2 separate regions of the Gossypium hirsutum genome follow, and region 2 is linked to region 1. A link is a contact called in public Hi-C data. All regions are on one chromosome and are shown on one strand. Each heading gives the region's core, a stretch centred on a gene start, on an enhancer-like site or on the middle of the called end of the contact. The rest is flanking DNA. Distances are from core to core; before and after follow the strand shown.

What was found. Hi-C and Micro-C count contacts between places; a contact is called where the count stands out from the background.
Region 2: a Hi-C map of leaf shows a contact between it and region 1, with 2.8 times the contacts expected there. The contact joins the enhancer-like site here to the promoter of LOC107887012 in region 1. A contact is called at or near these places in 17 of 34 Hi-C or Micro-C datasets (anther, callus, fibers and 4 more).

Annotation. Positions count from the first base shown.
Region 1 is chrD02:38,936,281-38,943,850 of Gossypium_hirsutum_v2.1, forward strand. LOC107887012 (receptor-like protein 4) reads right to left here and starts at 6,233. Exons shown (of 9, transcript XM_041088536.1): 1 at 6,074-6,233; 2 at 4,936-5,976; 3 at 3,748-3,898; 4 at 3,253-3,324; 5 at 3,020-3,088; 6 at 2,543-2,611; 7 at 1,817-1,894; 8 at 691-899; 9 at 1-141. The coding sequence starts at 6,149. The coding sequence ends at 35.
Region 2 is chrD02:39,027,026-39,034,651 of Gossypium_hirsutum_v2.1, forward strand. No RefSeq gene overlaps it. Among protein-coding and RNA genes, the nearest start is that of LOC107887146, 27 kb to the right of the region's middle. Within about 2 kb of position 4,471, at least 3 of the 9 cell types and tissues checked have an H3K27ac peak or open chromatin away from gene starts, as enhancers often do. A contact at or near this core is called in fibers and leaf, where this site is marked.

The sequences.
Region 1 (7,570 bases), core at 4,983-7,482:
TAATGTCTCCTTTCCAAAGCTGGCTGTTTGACTACTAATGGGGGTTGAGGGGAACTGATGGCAACCCCTTGGCGTGCTGACTCTCCATTTCAAGCAGCATCAATGACTTCTGTCTTTGATACCTGTTCCTCTTCGCAGCAACTGCTGCAAACAACACCAACAAACAATTTTATCACACACAATCGCAGCATCAGTCAATTTGCTGTTGAAACAAAAGCAGATTAAACCAAACAAACAAGCAACAACTGAAGTGTAGCCTTGTTACAACAATCAAAATGCAATAGTTCTTATGAATTCAATTTCTAACTCAATCAGATTTATTCAATCCATGAATCAGAGCCAGGTTTGGATATCAACCCCACTGATGGGTCGAATCAATTTTAGCTTTTAGGATTGGAAATTTTCTTAATTTTCCTTTAGTGATTGATAGCTAGCTCCCAAAACAGGAAGCAAATGCATTATTGGTACTAAAGTTAAATGATTTAAGTTAAATTTAGCCTTGAAATTTTGGAGTTAAGAGTGCCCTTCTAGCCTATCAGATGTAAGTTTTGCATCTTAAAGTGAGAGTCAAAATTTATGATAGGGCAATAAATGTAATGACATCATAAATGTATAATATATATATTAATGCTAATTCAAAAATCAAGCTGAGGCAACTGATAAAAACCGAACTTCTGAGATGGTACTTACATATTAAATCTGAAGGTAAACCAAAATCATAATCATTTCTACCCCGCCTGATACAGAATAAGTAGATCACCAGCAGCAGCACAGCAACAAAAAGGAAGCATGATAGGCCTATTGCAATTTTACCACCTTTTGACAAGCGACCATTCTCCCAAAAAAGGGGACAATCCGGTAAAGGGGGAACTCCACACAAGCCTTTGTTACCAGAAAGACTGGAGGAAATAAATCACAGTTAACTATATAAAAAATCTGTATAAAAATATAGCTATTTATAAAATTGAGTTGGCAACTTTAGGCATATATTTCGTAGGTACAAATAAGGTTCCATTTGATCGAGATGCTTCAGCTATTTCTTTTTACTTTTTTGCAAAAAACAAAATTAATAGAAAAACACGCATCAATCAAAGCAAAAGCTAAATTGATCAACTGTATAGCTTCAATCACGGCATCTAACCCACATATTAGTTACCAGTGTAAGTACATCAAGTGTGAGCTACTTAGGTTCAGCTCAATGAACACTACTATAGCTCATACAGTATCAGACACGAACTCAAGCTAGAGTACCAAGCTTAGCTAGGTTTGAGAATATTAAACTCATTTGAAGCAATTACTGACCCAATTCAAGCTTTCAAACTTTTACAGACAAGATAGCTCCTTGCAAGCAAGTTAACAGCCATGGTAATCCATTCATTTGTCATAATACAAGAATTTCCTTTTACTATTATTGTTATTATTTTGGTGGAAGAGTGTCAAGTTATATCTCAGGCCAAAAGTAATGTTTCAAGCAATTTTATAAAAAATGTAGGACATAAAACAACAAGGGTTAGCTTTTAATGCAATGTAATAGGAAAGGTTGTCATGAGATTGAACAGTTATGATCAAAGAGGAAAAAAGAGATAAATTTTCCACCAGAAGTGAAGAATAAATGAAGCCATGGAATCTCCTCTAAGCAACTAAACGAAATGAACAGAGTGATGATATGTACAAAAAGGGGAAAAGTACGAGGATGCAAACAATCGAAATCTATATGCATGCAGAATGGGTAAAGACAAACAATTGACATCTATATGCATGTGAACCAGAAAACAGTTCCTCCATAGTAAAGAACAAATTAAAAAATATGACATACTCAATAGTCCCTCCGTGCACACCAACAGAGTAAAGTTCTTCCGGAACTCTCCCTTCCAATAAGTTATTGTTAAGCCTCCTGACAAAAGAATAAGCAAAATGTAATGTTAATGGCAAGGAACCATGCCATAGGAATAGATGGACACATGCGAGAGTGGAAGAGTTTAAAATAGGTAAAAAGGGGACCAATTAGTTAAATCAGCTCAATTTTCAAAAAGCATCAGGAAATAGGTGGAAATGTCACTCCTAATGTCCACAAATCCTACTCAGGCAATATGATCTACAACGGACTGAAAGGAGGACTTAAACGCATTGAGAACGAAGATAGAGAACCGTGTTTTAAGGCGGTTTGGACATCTAAATGAAATAGACCTTCCAATGCACCATGATGGTAGGTGATCCAGTGGAAGATATACATGATGTTAAGAGGAAGGCAAAAATGAGATTGAGTGAAACTATAAAAATGGACCACAATTTTACTTTGCCTTCTAAAAATATGACCATATTCAAAAGAAAAACCATGCAATATGATCATAAAGCTTGTCCCACCTCGTCAGAAAAGGCTTAGCACATCATCATCTTTATCAAAATCGTATTGAAATAATTACAATTAATAATATGCTTATTTCATATGAATAAAAGAAATCTTAAGCATGTACGGAACAATTATGTATCAAGAAAATGAAATTGTGTTGAATTCTCTAAAAACAATAGGGACAACACGTACACAAGCTGCAGATTTGAAGATGTTAAACTTTCCGGTATGGAACCAGAGAATTGATTATCGGATAAATCCCTGCAAAAATACAAGTCAAAGGCAATACATTAAATTCAATAAAAAAGTTGACTCATGGATCTGATGATTAAGCCACCATCTTGAAGAAACATCGAAAAAGAATGGTAGGACATGGAAAAGTAAAAATGAAAAACTATTAATCTCCAATATGCACAACGAAAATGCAAATAGATAAACTATGACCAATCCGTATTTTTGCCACTTACGACAAAAACAATGTAACAGGAGGGAAAAGCCACTACTGTAAAAGGCTGTTCCAGAAGTCTACAGCACAAACTGTGATAAAACAATATTTTAGCCAGTTAAGGGTAAAAGCACACCTAGCAGAAGGGAACAAAAGAAAAAGAAAGACAGACCGTTATAAGAGTCTACAGTGCACTTCAAATTAATAAAAGAATTAGAACTTACAGTCGTGCAAGGGATTTTAGTCCAAGCCCAATTGGTAGAGTGCCATCCAAAGAATTAGTACTCAAGTTCCTGAACAATTTAAAAGAAATGAAAATTCCAATAACAAGACAAGTAATTCCAAAGGAAGCAACAATGAAAGACTGTAAGTCATGAGTTAAATGCTCCACAAATGAAACAAGTCAGAAAGGTAATAACGCTTAATAAATCATTTACTTTTCACAGCTAATACTTACAGATTAATCAAGTTTGACAGGAGACTAATCTGCTCACTGATATAACCCTTCAGGCCTTGACTTCCAAGTTCTCTGTAATACATGCACGGGCAATATATATAGATCTAAGCATAAAAAACATAAAATTTTGGCTCTGGTACAGTTATAACCAGTCACACAAAAATAAATAGTAAATGGACTTATGATGTCCCAAATAAAGTGAAATTTATAGCTATCTAAAAAAAGAACCTCTGCAACATAATCCAGAAACATTTTGATTTTTTCTTCTCTCTACAATGTTTACATTTCTCTCAAACATTACCTTCCTGATTCTCTTGTATCACCGTCTCTTATTCTAAGTCTACATCTTGGCACAATAATTCCTCTCAACAAGTAATTACTCCATCTCTAAGCTCCTATTTTTATCACATTTTACTATTGTCTATACTTTTCCAATTTTATTTGATTCAAGTATGAGAGTTGTGTTTGTCAAATAGAAGCAAAGGCGGAACTTACATTTGAGTAATGACAAGGCCAGTTCCATTCTTGTTAGTATGACATGTAACTCCTTCCCAAGCATCCCAATCAGTAGGAGCACATGGATCACCATTCCAACCCATTCGGTCAGGAACACAGAGTGAATCTTTCAATGCTTTCATTGCGACCACTACAAGATTGCCAAATAAGTAACACATCCATTTCAAAAATATATATCCCAACTTCTCTCTTCAGCACAAACATTATTTACATGTGAACTTTTTCTATCTATTCATTTTCTAAACCAAGAGAACTATTGAATCAGTTCCTTCAAAGTCCTGATCTTTAACACCAACCGCAATATAGGGCCCATTTAAGGATTTGCTCCAGTTTCCAAGGAAATTAGAACAAGGACAAGCATATTTCCCCTTTTTTCTTGCCAAACTCACACATTTATCACAACCATCTAGAAGTTTTTAACCCACTAGATGAATACATGTGACAATATGGCCATCCTTCGTAAGTGATTCTAACATATCTTAGGGCAATATTAATAAATGGAACACAGACTCAAACTTTTTAAGTTTTCATTATGAGAACTCGATCTCCCCTTGGCACCTACTTTAATAAAATAATAGTTATTATAATCACATGTTAAATAGAAAGCTATTTGGATATCCGATCTGTTTTCTTTTTGGCGGATTCAGATTTTAAAATTACCATCCACTAGAGATTTGGGTAGATACCTGGTTTTCCATAATCCAAGGGTGCATTACTTATTTGGATAACCGATGTGGATTTCGATATCCAAATTCATTGGTTACAAAATGCTTATAATTTTGACTTCATATACATAAGATTATAAGTTCAGAATTTTAGGAGATTTGAATTCAGATGTGTGGATTTGGATATAAAAAAAATGAAAATTTCGAAATTGGATTTTTTCAGATTCGGATATCCAACAGATAAAATGTATTTAACTCTCGGTTAATTTGCGGAAAATAAATAGGTTCGGACTTTTAGGTAAATTTGCAGATTCAGATAAATAAAAAAAATCGCATATCCTACCCACCACCATTCCTAATCAAATTAACTACCCAAAAAGTCTAATTTTCCTATAGAAAGCTAATGATTTCAAGGACCAACCAAACTCTCATACGCAGCTTTCAGCTTAACATGCAGATCACTAAAAAGTTCGTATAAATAATAAAAATTCAGCATCTTTACCTTGTTCAGGAACCGTGGCCAAATCAGCTGGAACCATGGCGTAATTTTCAAGCCCACAGATCAACGGAGCCCCTGCCACAGGCGACAGCTTCACATTCAACACAGAACTGCTCAAATTCTTCTCCGTATAATTTAAACTGTAGGCCGCAAAGCTCCCAACTTCCTTCAATATATCCACTCTACTCACATTCTTATCGTTGACCAGCACATCGAACACTCTCTCCCCTGCCTTTTTAACCGTCGAATCGATCTCCGCAAAATGAAACCACACCAAATAATCAAGCTTTGCATCCACTGGTAATTCGTATTCCAGACGTCCCTCAATTGTCACCGCCGATTGGTACAATTTCATGGGAAAGTAATTCGGCGCTTTCTCGGTACCGGTTATTTTTTCTTTAGTGGTTATAACTTTAGCGGATTCCGACTTTCCTGCTCGGTAATCGGAATCGGATTGCCAGGAGCGGCCGAAGGCGTCCGGGTCGGATGTGAAACCGGGTCCCCATTGTGATGAACCGGGAGAGAGCCGCCCATAGTTGACTAGAATGTAGCTGTCGCCGGTTTGGGCGGAGTTATATGACAAAGGGTCGATCTGGACGACTTCGAGAGAAGCGATGACGGGAGGGTTAGTGGCAATGCTGTAAAAACATAAATCGAGTTGACCGTCTTTGACGAAGGCAAAGAGATCGGAGTAAGCGCCATCTCGAGTGAGAGATTCGGGCCAAGGAGAGCGCCAGGAAAAGACGAGAGTGCCCTCGACAGAAGCGTCGAAGGAAGGGGAATGGGATTTGCCGTCGTAGTTGTCGTAAACGGTAAAAGTACGGATGTAGTAACGGCCAGCAGGAAGGGGGATATTGTAGCAATTCTTCTTACCGGAGGAGAGTGGGAAGTAACGGAGAGTCTTTTCGTGTTGAAGATGGAAATGTAGGGGCTCGGAGACCACGGAGGTGGAGCCGCCAGTGAAGAATTTGTCGGGTAGCCAAGAGATGTTGTAGGAGTCGGTGGAAGGAGTGGAACTGCCGCAGTCAATGTGGAAGCTAGTGTCTGCAAAGAAAAGAAAAACAAAATAAAATAGCAGCAGTTAGCAGATAGTGAGCGAGAGTAGGGAAAAAAAAAACAAAAGGTGGTGGGAGTGGCTTACTGTAAGGGTAGGGCAAAGGGGAGGAAGAGTGGAAGAGGGGAGCCAAGGAGAGCAGGAAAAGGACGAGGAAGGACATGGTGGAATGAGAGAGAAACAAAATGGGAAATGGGGGATTTGATTTTGGACATTGACACTATAAAGTAGGAGTATAAAGTCAGACAGTAAAAGAGGGCGAGATTAGTGGGATATAATATTAATTCACACTTCTCAATTTGTTTACATAATACCAATTAAAAATATTGTTTTTATAAATAAATAAAAAGTATAAAATCAATTTGCTAAATCCTCAAATTGGAAAAGTAAAAGCTTTTTGAAAATAATTTAAATAATTGTTTTCTTATAATTTACTTTAAATATATTTCAATTCATATTAAATAATAATAAAATGTAAAATCACTATTCTTTATCTAATTATTTATATTTCAATATTTAATTAAATTGATTTTAATATTTAAAAATAATTACTATTAATTATTTATATTAATTTAAAAAAAATTAATATATTTTAATTAATACTCAAAATTAACCCGTGCGATGCAGAATTAAGAAAATAAGATATTATCTAAAATAAGGCTTTGATGCATTTTAAGAAAAATTAGTTAGTGAAAAGTTGGTTTTATGAAAAGTGGTAAGTGGTATTGTTATCCGCGCAATATGTCAGCATTTTTATTTATTGTTACGAAGTGAACACTTTTTAGATTTTTTATTAAATTATTATAAAAAAATAAAAAATAACTAAAATATTATAATTTTTTTATTTACTAAAATATGCCAAAAAAATAAAAACTTGCAAAAAAAAACCTGTGGCTTGTTTATTTTCTTTTTATTCCCCCTTTAACTCACTTTTTTATTTAATAAACAAGCTCTCAACCTATTTTTGTAGTTAAATAAGCTCTTAATCTATGATTTTTACTCATAAAACCCCTTTATTTTATTATTAAAGTAAATATATTTTACCTAAAGTAAAGCTATTTAAAAAAGTATAAACTAATTCGCATTTTATATATTATTTTGGTAATTTGATGAGAATAGTTTATTTAAAAAATTTACTAAATTTGATGAGAATAGCTTATAATTATAATTTATTTTTTCTATTTGGGTTACATTTATGGGTGATCGGTTTTATTATTACTTCTGGCTTTTCAATAAAGCATGCCTGGTATTTCTATTAATTTTTTTAATTAAATCTAATATTAGTTAAGTGATAATTAAGATACTTAGAATTCTAATTAAGTAATAATTCTATTTTAATTTAATAAACTATTCTCGTCAAATTACTTAATAACTCTATTTTAATTTAATAAACTATTCTCATCAAATTACCAAAATAGAGTTTATTAAATTAGAGTTTATTAAATGAGAATAGTTTATTAAATTAAAATAGAGTTATTACTTAATTAGAATTCTAAGTATCTTAATTATCACTTAACTAATTAGAGTTTATTACTTAATTAAAATAAGGAGGGCTTAGAAGACAATTAGCCACATTTCAATTTT
Region 2 (7,626 bases), core at 3,221-5,720, 89 kb after region 1:
TTTTCAAGTGAGTCTCTATACTAAATCTTGCATGTATACTATTCATACATGATACGTCAATAGTAATTGTTCGAACTATGAAATAGAAACCAAAAGTGTATAGTCTGAATGTTGGTTGGGGTTTGCATGAACAGTTCATATGAATTTGACAAGTTCAGTATGAGAAGTTTGAGCATGGTTGTATGACACATCTAAAAAGCATGTGATGAAGTGCATGATTAGTGTATTAAAATGTTGAATCTTAAGCGATGTCAGTGCATGAAGAGCCTATCAAATAAGTCTGTGTTTATTCACCGCGGTGGATTCTAAAAGGGTTCGTCAGGACTAAAAACACAATCTTTGATATGAATCTTGAAGGAAAAACTCATGACTATGGCACCTTCCGAAAGGAACTAAAGGACGGTGATTACCTAATGAAGTTCTCTACATGTCTTAAGACAATGATAGGAAAACCTCACGTAACATGAGTTTAGGCAAATCCATATCGTAAACATGTCAGGAAAGAAACGCCTTTGTAACGTGATATTAAAGGAACGCTTTTTGGTGAATCATGAAGGGATAGCCTCTGTGGCGAACCCTGCAATGATAGCCTTTGTGACAATAGTTTGAGAGATAAGCCTTTGCGGCGCACTCTGAAGGAATAATATACATGGCGGATTCTATATTAAACTATTTTGGCGCGGTTAGTATGGTTTGTAACTGTGATTAGATATATCAGAAAAACACAGTGTCTTCATGGGTTATGGTAAAGTGTTATGCAATACCATCATTCAACTATGAATAATGAAGTGATGAGATGTAAAAGGGATTATGGGCAAACATAAAAGAAGCGTATTCTGAATAAGGATTTTTTTCTAATTTTATATCTGAAGGAAGTTACTTGTTATCTGTATATGTGATGAAACATGAATTATGGAGAAATGATGGCTTAAAGTTACGTATACAAGAGTAACAATGTTTCGATCGAATGGACCTCTGTAAAGGAAATGAGTAAAGACTTAATAAAGATCAAATTGAAAGAGGTAAGTGGCATATCGAAGATGTTGTTGGGTAAGTAATGAGTTCAGAGTAGGGATGATATCCATAGAGAATGAAGAATAAAATTCTAAGAAAAGTATTCGCCAAAAACAAGTTGAAAGATCAGAACAATAAGAATGTCATAACAATTCTTCAGTAACAGCAATGTGCAAGCATTATAAGGTTTTCCTCACTAAGTTCTTATGAACTTACCTCTGTGTGTGATATGTTACAGGTAAATTGAAATGACTTCACGCCAGGAGGGACAATGCCAAGACTATGCCAAGAAGTGGCATCTTGAGTCATTGTGCATACAAAGCAAGTTAGTGGCGTATTTAAAGTTTAAATTGCTTCTTAGAAATCCATACTTTGGAGCATCTGTAATAGATTAGGTTTTTAAATAAGATAATGTTGCAATTTAATTACCTTGAGTTGAATTTGTAATTACTCGTTATTTTTACTTATGTATTTTAGTTTAAAATTTTGTAATTAAGTAAGTTGTAATTATCTGTAAATTGTGTGAGTAGATTAAGCTTGTGCTTGTATTCGTGTGGTAATACCCAAGATCCGAATGGGGTTAAGGGCGCTACATGAAGTTTGAGACTGCAATCCATGATACAAAAGTTATATTAGATTATGTTCACTTAGATGTTGGGGGTCCCTCTAGAGCAAGCTCTTTGGGAGGAAAATAGAGTGTGGTTGTATACAATGAAGAAAAAGGATGAAGTGTTAAAAGTTTTCCTTAAGTGAAAAAAGATTATGGAACTCAAATGGGCAAAAGGATCAAGCATCTTCGTATAGACAATGGTGGAGAGTATAGAAGTGATCCATTTGCAAATATTTGTGAAGAAGAGGGCATCATCAGGCTCTTCATTGTCAAATCTACACCACAACAAAATGGGATGGCAGAACGCATGAATTAAATGTTGCTGGAAAAAGTTCGATGTATGCTATCCAATGTTGGATTGGGTAGAGAGTTTTAAGCTGAGGCTATAACATATGCATGCCATCTCATTAATCTACTACCATCTACTACAATTGAAGGAAAACACCATTAGAGAAATGGAGTAGGAAGCCTGCTACAGATTATGATTCCTTACATGTGTTTGGTTCTGCTGCATACTATCATGTTAAGGAATTAAAGTTGGATGCAAGAGCTAAGAAAGCAATGTTCTTAAAGATCACTTTTGGCATAAAAGGTTTTCACCTATGGTGTCCAGAAACGAAGAAAATTATCTTTAGTAAAGTTGTCAGCTTTAATGAATCTACCATGTTTTCAAAGGTACAAAGGAAGCAGTCAAATGATACTCATAAGCAAATGGAGTTCGAAAGAGTGATGATTCTAGCAAATGAAGAAGCTAATGATTCTCCTATATAAAATCATTAAAAAGTTCAATTTTAAAAAAATTATATTTGTTTTTTTAACAAAGATTTTATTAAATATATAGGTCAATATGAAATCTAATTAGATTAAATGTTTTTCATAGTTTGTTCAAGAGACAAATTTTAGTAAAATGCATCTTTTATAATAATAACATAAATTAAAGAAGTTTTTGGGATTTTAATTATCTATTTTTCAATTGTTACATACCACTTGAGATAGCAAGTTGAGATAATTAAAATGTAACGAGTTTTAGTTAGCATTTGTGACTTGCATGTTTTTTTTATTACGACTGAAAACAACAAATGACTTTTTTATCGTACTCCATTTGATTTTATTTATGTTGTTTATTTATTTTTATCTCTTGGTTGAATTTGAAGTGAGAGAGAGAGATGAGTTTTTCTAACAATATCAAATTTATACTCATCCATTAAGGTTTAAATCAGTTTATTTTCCTTAGAGCTGAAGTTGATCAAATTTACATGGAGGGGAAGCATTTTTAAAAAAGTAAAAGAGGAGACTTTGTGGATAAAGTCAACTCAAATTTAAATGTTGATTAATTTGATATTTTGAATGAATAAGTTGATCGATCTTGGCTTTAGGTTGCTATGCTACACTTGTGGGACATGCCTTTGGAGTATTTTCATTAGAGTATTGTACTTTTTTTACTTTGTATTTTTGCACTATTGTGTTAGCCATTTCTTGAAGTGTAAACCTTGAAAGTGAATGAGGATTTTGGGTGTGTAACAATGTTGGTGTGTAGGGATAAGAATGAACTTATGAGAAATTAATAAAGGCTTTAATGTGTGTATCAATGTCATTTTTTTAAGGTTCTATTCGCCCCCACCTATATTTTGGTGTGCAAAAGAGTTGTTGGAAAATGAACCACAAGGATACAACGAAGCCCAATGGTTGTCTAAGTTTTGCATTGACGAAAACAGTCCACTGAGAATTGGTGGGAGAATAACAAGAATATCAATTTCTATAAAAAAATATTTTGTAGTAATTCTTTATAGAACAATCTAAAAATAATAGAATATGGAGGATAATCAAAAGAAACAAAAGTTTTATATATTTTGGTGTTTTTGGTGTTCCAAACAAATGAATTTTGATTATTTGTTAATAATTAAATGACATAACTTTTGATAATAAGAGACATAACGCATCACTCTTGGTTAACAACCAAGTAACATAACTTTTGATATTCAAGAGATATAACTTATCACCATGAAAAATGACAACTATTGACCAAAAGTTGTACTTGCAACTTTTCATTTGCAATTATTGGAATTCTATATGTATTTTGAAAATATTCCATCAAATAATAAGGTTCATTGTTGGGGCTACAATTACCATTGTTGTAAGGGTAAATTGGTCATTAGCCAATAAGTGACATGGATCAATTGTTGAATAAAATCATTTATTGAATAAGACTTCATAAAGTAAGATTGACTAATTCGAACTAAATTAGATGTATTGATTTAGTTCTTTACCTTACTCTCCACTTGTAATCTATTTGTAAAACTACCAAGTTACAACATGTGTTAAAACACCAATTGAGACAAATAATTTGAACTAAGAAAACCTTTTCAAAGTTTGTTTATAAAATTTACGAGAGAGAGAGAGAGAGAAAAAAGAGAGAGAGAGAGAGAGGAGAGAGAGGAGAGAGAGGAGAGAGAGAGAGAGAGAGAGAGAGAGAGAGAGAGAGAGAGAGAGAGAGAGAGAGAGAGAGAGAGAGAGAGAGAGAGAGAGAGAGAGAGAGAGAGAGAGAGAGAGAGAGAGAGAGAGAGAGAGAGAGAGAGAGAGAGAGAGAGAGAGAGAGAGAGAGAGAGAGAGAGAGAGAGAGAGAGAGAGAGAGAGAGAGAGAGAGAGAGAGAGAGAGAGAGAGAGAGAGAGAGAGAGAGAGAGGGAAATTGAAAATTAGGGCAGAGTGTATATCTCATGAAATAGTATAAATGAACCCTACCACTTAAAAAAAAAAAGAGTGAGGGTCGTTCGTGGGTGGATAATATAGAAAGGGGGGCAGGTCCAAATTAGGAATTAGGATTATGATTTTGGATGGTGATTGAAAATGGCATTATTATGTAACCAAAAATCAACCAACACATGGTGACTCCACCCTTCCCCATTATATAACTAACGTTGACCTTTTGAGTAACGATTGAAGTTAGGAAACCCCAGAGGTGGTCCTCATGCAATTACAGCAATCAAAATTGGTCTAAAGAGAAATAAAATTGAGTTTAATTTACGAATTGATATAAATTTATTAAATTGAATTTTAATTTTAATTAATAATTTAATTGATTCGATTCTAAAAATATTGATTGCAATATAATCATAAGAAATCATAATATATATTAAAATTAATTGGTTATTCTTAAATTTGAAGTCTCACTGATCTAATCTTAATTTAAGTTCTCTACATGTAGCAATAATTGTATATGTACCCATACGTTTATTATAGAAAGCTACCAAACTCTGATTAGTAATTAAATTAGGGGTAATTTTTTTTATTTACTACTCACATCCATTTCAAAATTTTGTTATTTTAGTTATTCCAGTCACATAAGTTATCAATTTTTAATTACTCTACCATTAATTTAGGTTTGATCACCAAACTGAATATTGATTTGGTTTGGTATAATAACAAAATTAACTCTCAATATTTACCTATTTTATTAATTTAATCCTTTTTTTTAAAATGTAGCCTTTATTATTTACACATTATACCAATTTGACCATAATTCTAAAAATTAAAAAATTTAAAAAAATATAAAATTTTAATATATTTTGGCACCTTCAATCTGCACTTTTCCTTCTTATCTCCCTCAATCGAGGCCAATTTTTGTTCCTTGTTAAATATTTTAATTGTTTAACTGATTTATCTCTTAAAGCTTTTAACCTAACGTTGTTGGTTACTTGTTTTCCGAGAATGAACAAAGTCTCGTATCTTTTCTAATATTTCTGAATTAATGCATAATTTATAATTTTTGAGCTTGGGGTTGGAGGAAACATCGTAGAGAAAAAGTGGGAAGTAAATACAAGAAATAATAGTGAAAAGATAGTGGGGATGAGATGATTTTAGATTGCAGTGTAAAGAAGGTAGTGTTATTCTTATATTAATTGGATTGGGAAAATTAAATCTTTATCTGTAATTTTAACAAATGTTTGATTCGTAATGAAAGCATTATCTAATTAATTTCCTTCCAAATTCTAAAAATTTAGAAATCTTCCTTCTTATTATTTTCATTCAAATAAATAATCCAAATTTACAATGAAAAATTAATTCATTTTTACAATAGAAAATGAAAGTCAAATTTATATAAGCATAGAAAATATTTAAGAAAACGAAAAAGAAAAGAAAGATGAAAAGGAAAAGTGTGGATTTTGGAGAAGGGTGGTGTGAAAATATATTAAATTTTAGAAGAAAAAATTAAATATTTATTTTTTAGTATTTTATAAATTTTAATTTCTTTATTAATTTATATTTACATTTTCTTATTAGAATCATAATTAAAATAGTATAATGCGTAAATATTAAAGGTTAAATTTGTTATTTTTTTAAATCATGATTAAATTAATAAAATAGGTAAACATTGATGGCTAATTTTGTTATTATATCAAACCATGTCAACATTTCGTTTGGTGACTCAACCTATTTAAACCGTAGAACGATTAAAATTGACAACTTATCTAATAAAAATGACTAAAATAACAATTTTTTTAAAATAAGGGAAAAAATAAAACAAGTAAACTCGGGTCATAAATAAGGTAATTTACTCTTAAAATAGTGTGTGATGGCATGTGAATGGATGAAGTACAGTTATATGGAAGTGATGCTTTCTGAGCTGTGCTTTCTAGTATTTAGGTTTGTTGTTATGAGTAAGAACAAAATTAGAGAAAAGTCCAAAAGAATCTTCAGTGTTGTTGCATCATTGTGCTTGTCCCATATCAGTATCCCCATCACCAACAAAAAAATATTACATTTTTACTATTATTTCAAGGTTGGTTACCAATAGTCTCATCTAGGCAGAGCCAAAAGAAAGATGGCAGGTATTAACTATATATAAGTTAAAAAGGACTACATTGTTTTAAATTAGTCTTTCTATTATTATATAAAATAATTTAAATTTTATATTATTACAAAAAATTATGTAAATTCAAACTGTAACAGAGTTAATATTTGTTGTATAAAAAATATTTTGAAAATTATTCTTTACAATTGCAATTTAATTCCAAACAAAAGACTTCATTTAAAAACTTATTAGCACTTTGAAAATATTAACTCTGTTAAACAGTAAATAATATATTTTTAAAAATATTAAATGTTAACTCTATTCTAATTTAATTTTGTTTGATTCTTTATAATAATATATTGACTAAATTTAATATACTGCTTGGGATCTCCTAATTGCTTACATATATATATATAGAAAGAGGGGGGATTATTATTTTGTGGCAAGTCTAAAATAAAATCAATTGACCTTAATATAGAAGAAGAAAGTTAGGATAGGCTTGCTTGGATATTTTTTACGGGTATTTTACCAATAAAAGTCCTTTTTTTCAAAATTTACCGAAATGGGCTAACTATTTAATTATTTACCGGAATGGCCCATTTTCCGCGAAATCGCGTCCACGTCAGCGCGATGTCAGGGTACGCGCCAGGAAATCTCGTCCACATCAGCGCGACTTGCTAACGTGGACGGAAATCGCGCCCTAGAGGACACAATTTGCTGACGTGGCATGAACAGTTTATGTTTTTTAGCTTGAAAAACTTTGAAAGGCCATAACTTTTGGCTCGGTTGTCCCATTGAGACGATTTTTTTTATTTCGAATAACTTTTCGAGATTTACGCGCTGACAAACTGCTTAGAGATGAATAGGGACTAATTTGTAAAGTATAATTTGTTAGTTACGAGTATAGGGACTAAAGTATAATTATTTCAAAATTAGCATGAAATTTTTGTATTTAAGAATATTTGAATGTTATGGAAGGATGAATTTGAATTTGAATTTGAATTGAAAAACGAAGCTTAGATTTGAAAATATGACTATTTAGGTTTTAGGGACTAAATTGAATAAAATGGAAAATTTTAGGGAATTTCTCAAAAGTGGAATGAGCTGACTTATACCTATAACAGTATGATATAAGACAATTCTGTAAAAAAAGATCCGGTGTTTACTTCAAATAAATAAGGAAAATAATGATTTGAATGTTTCAAAATTCAA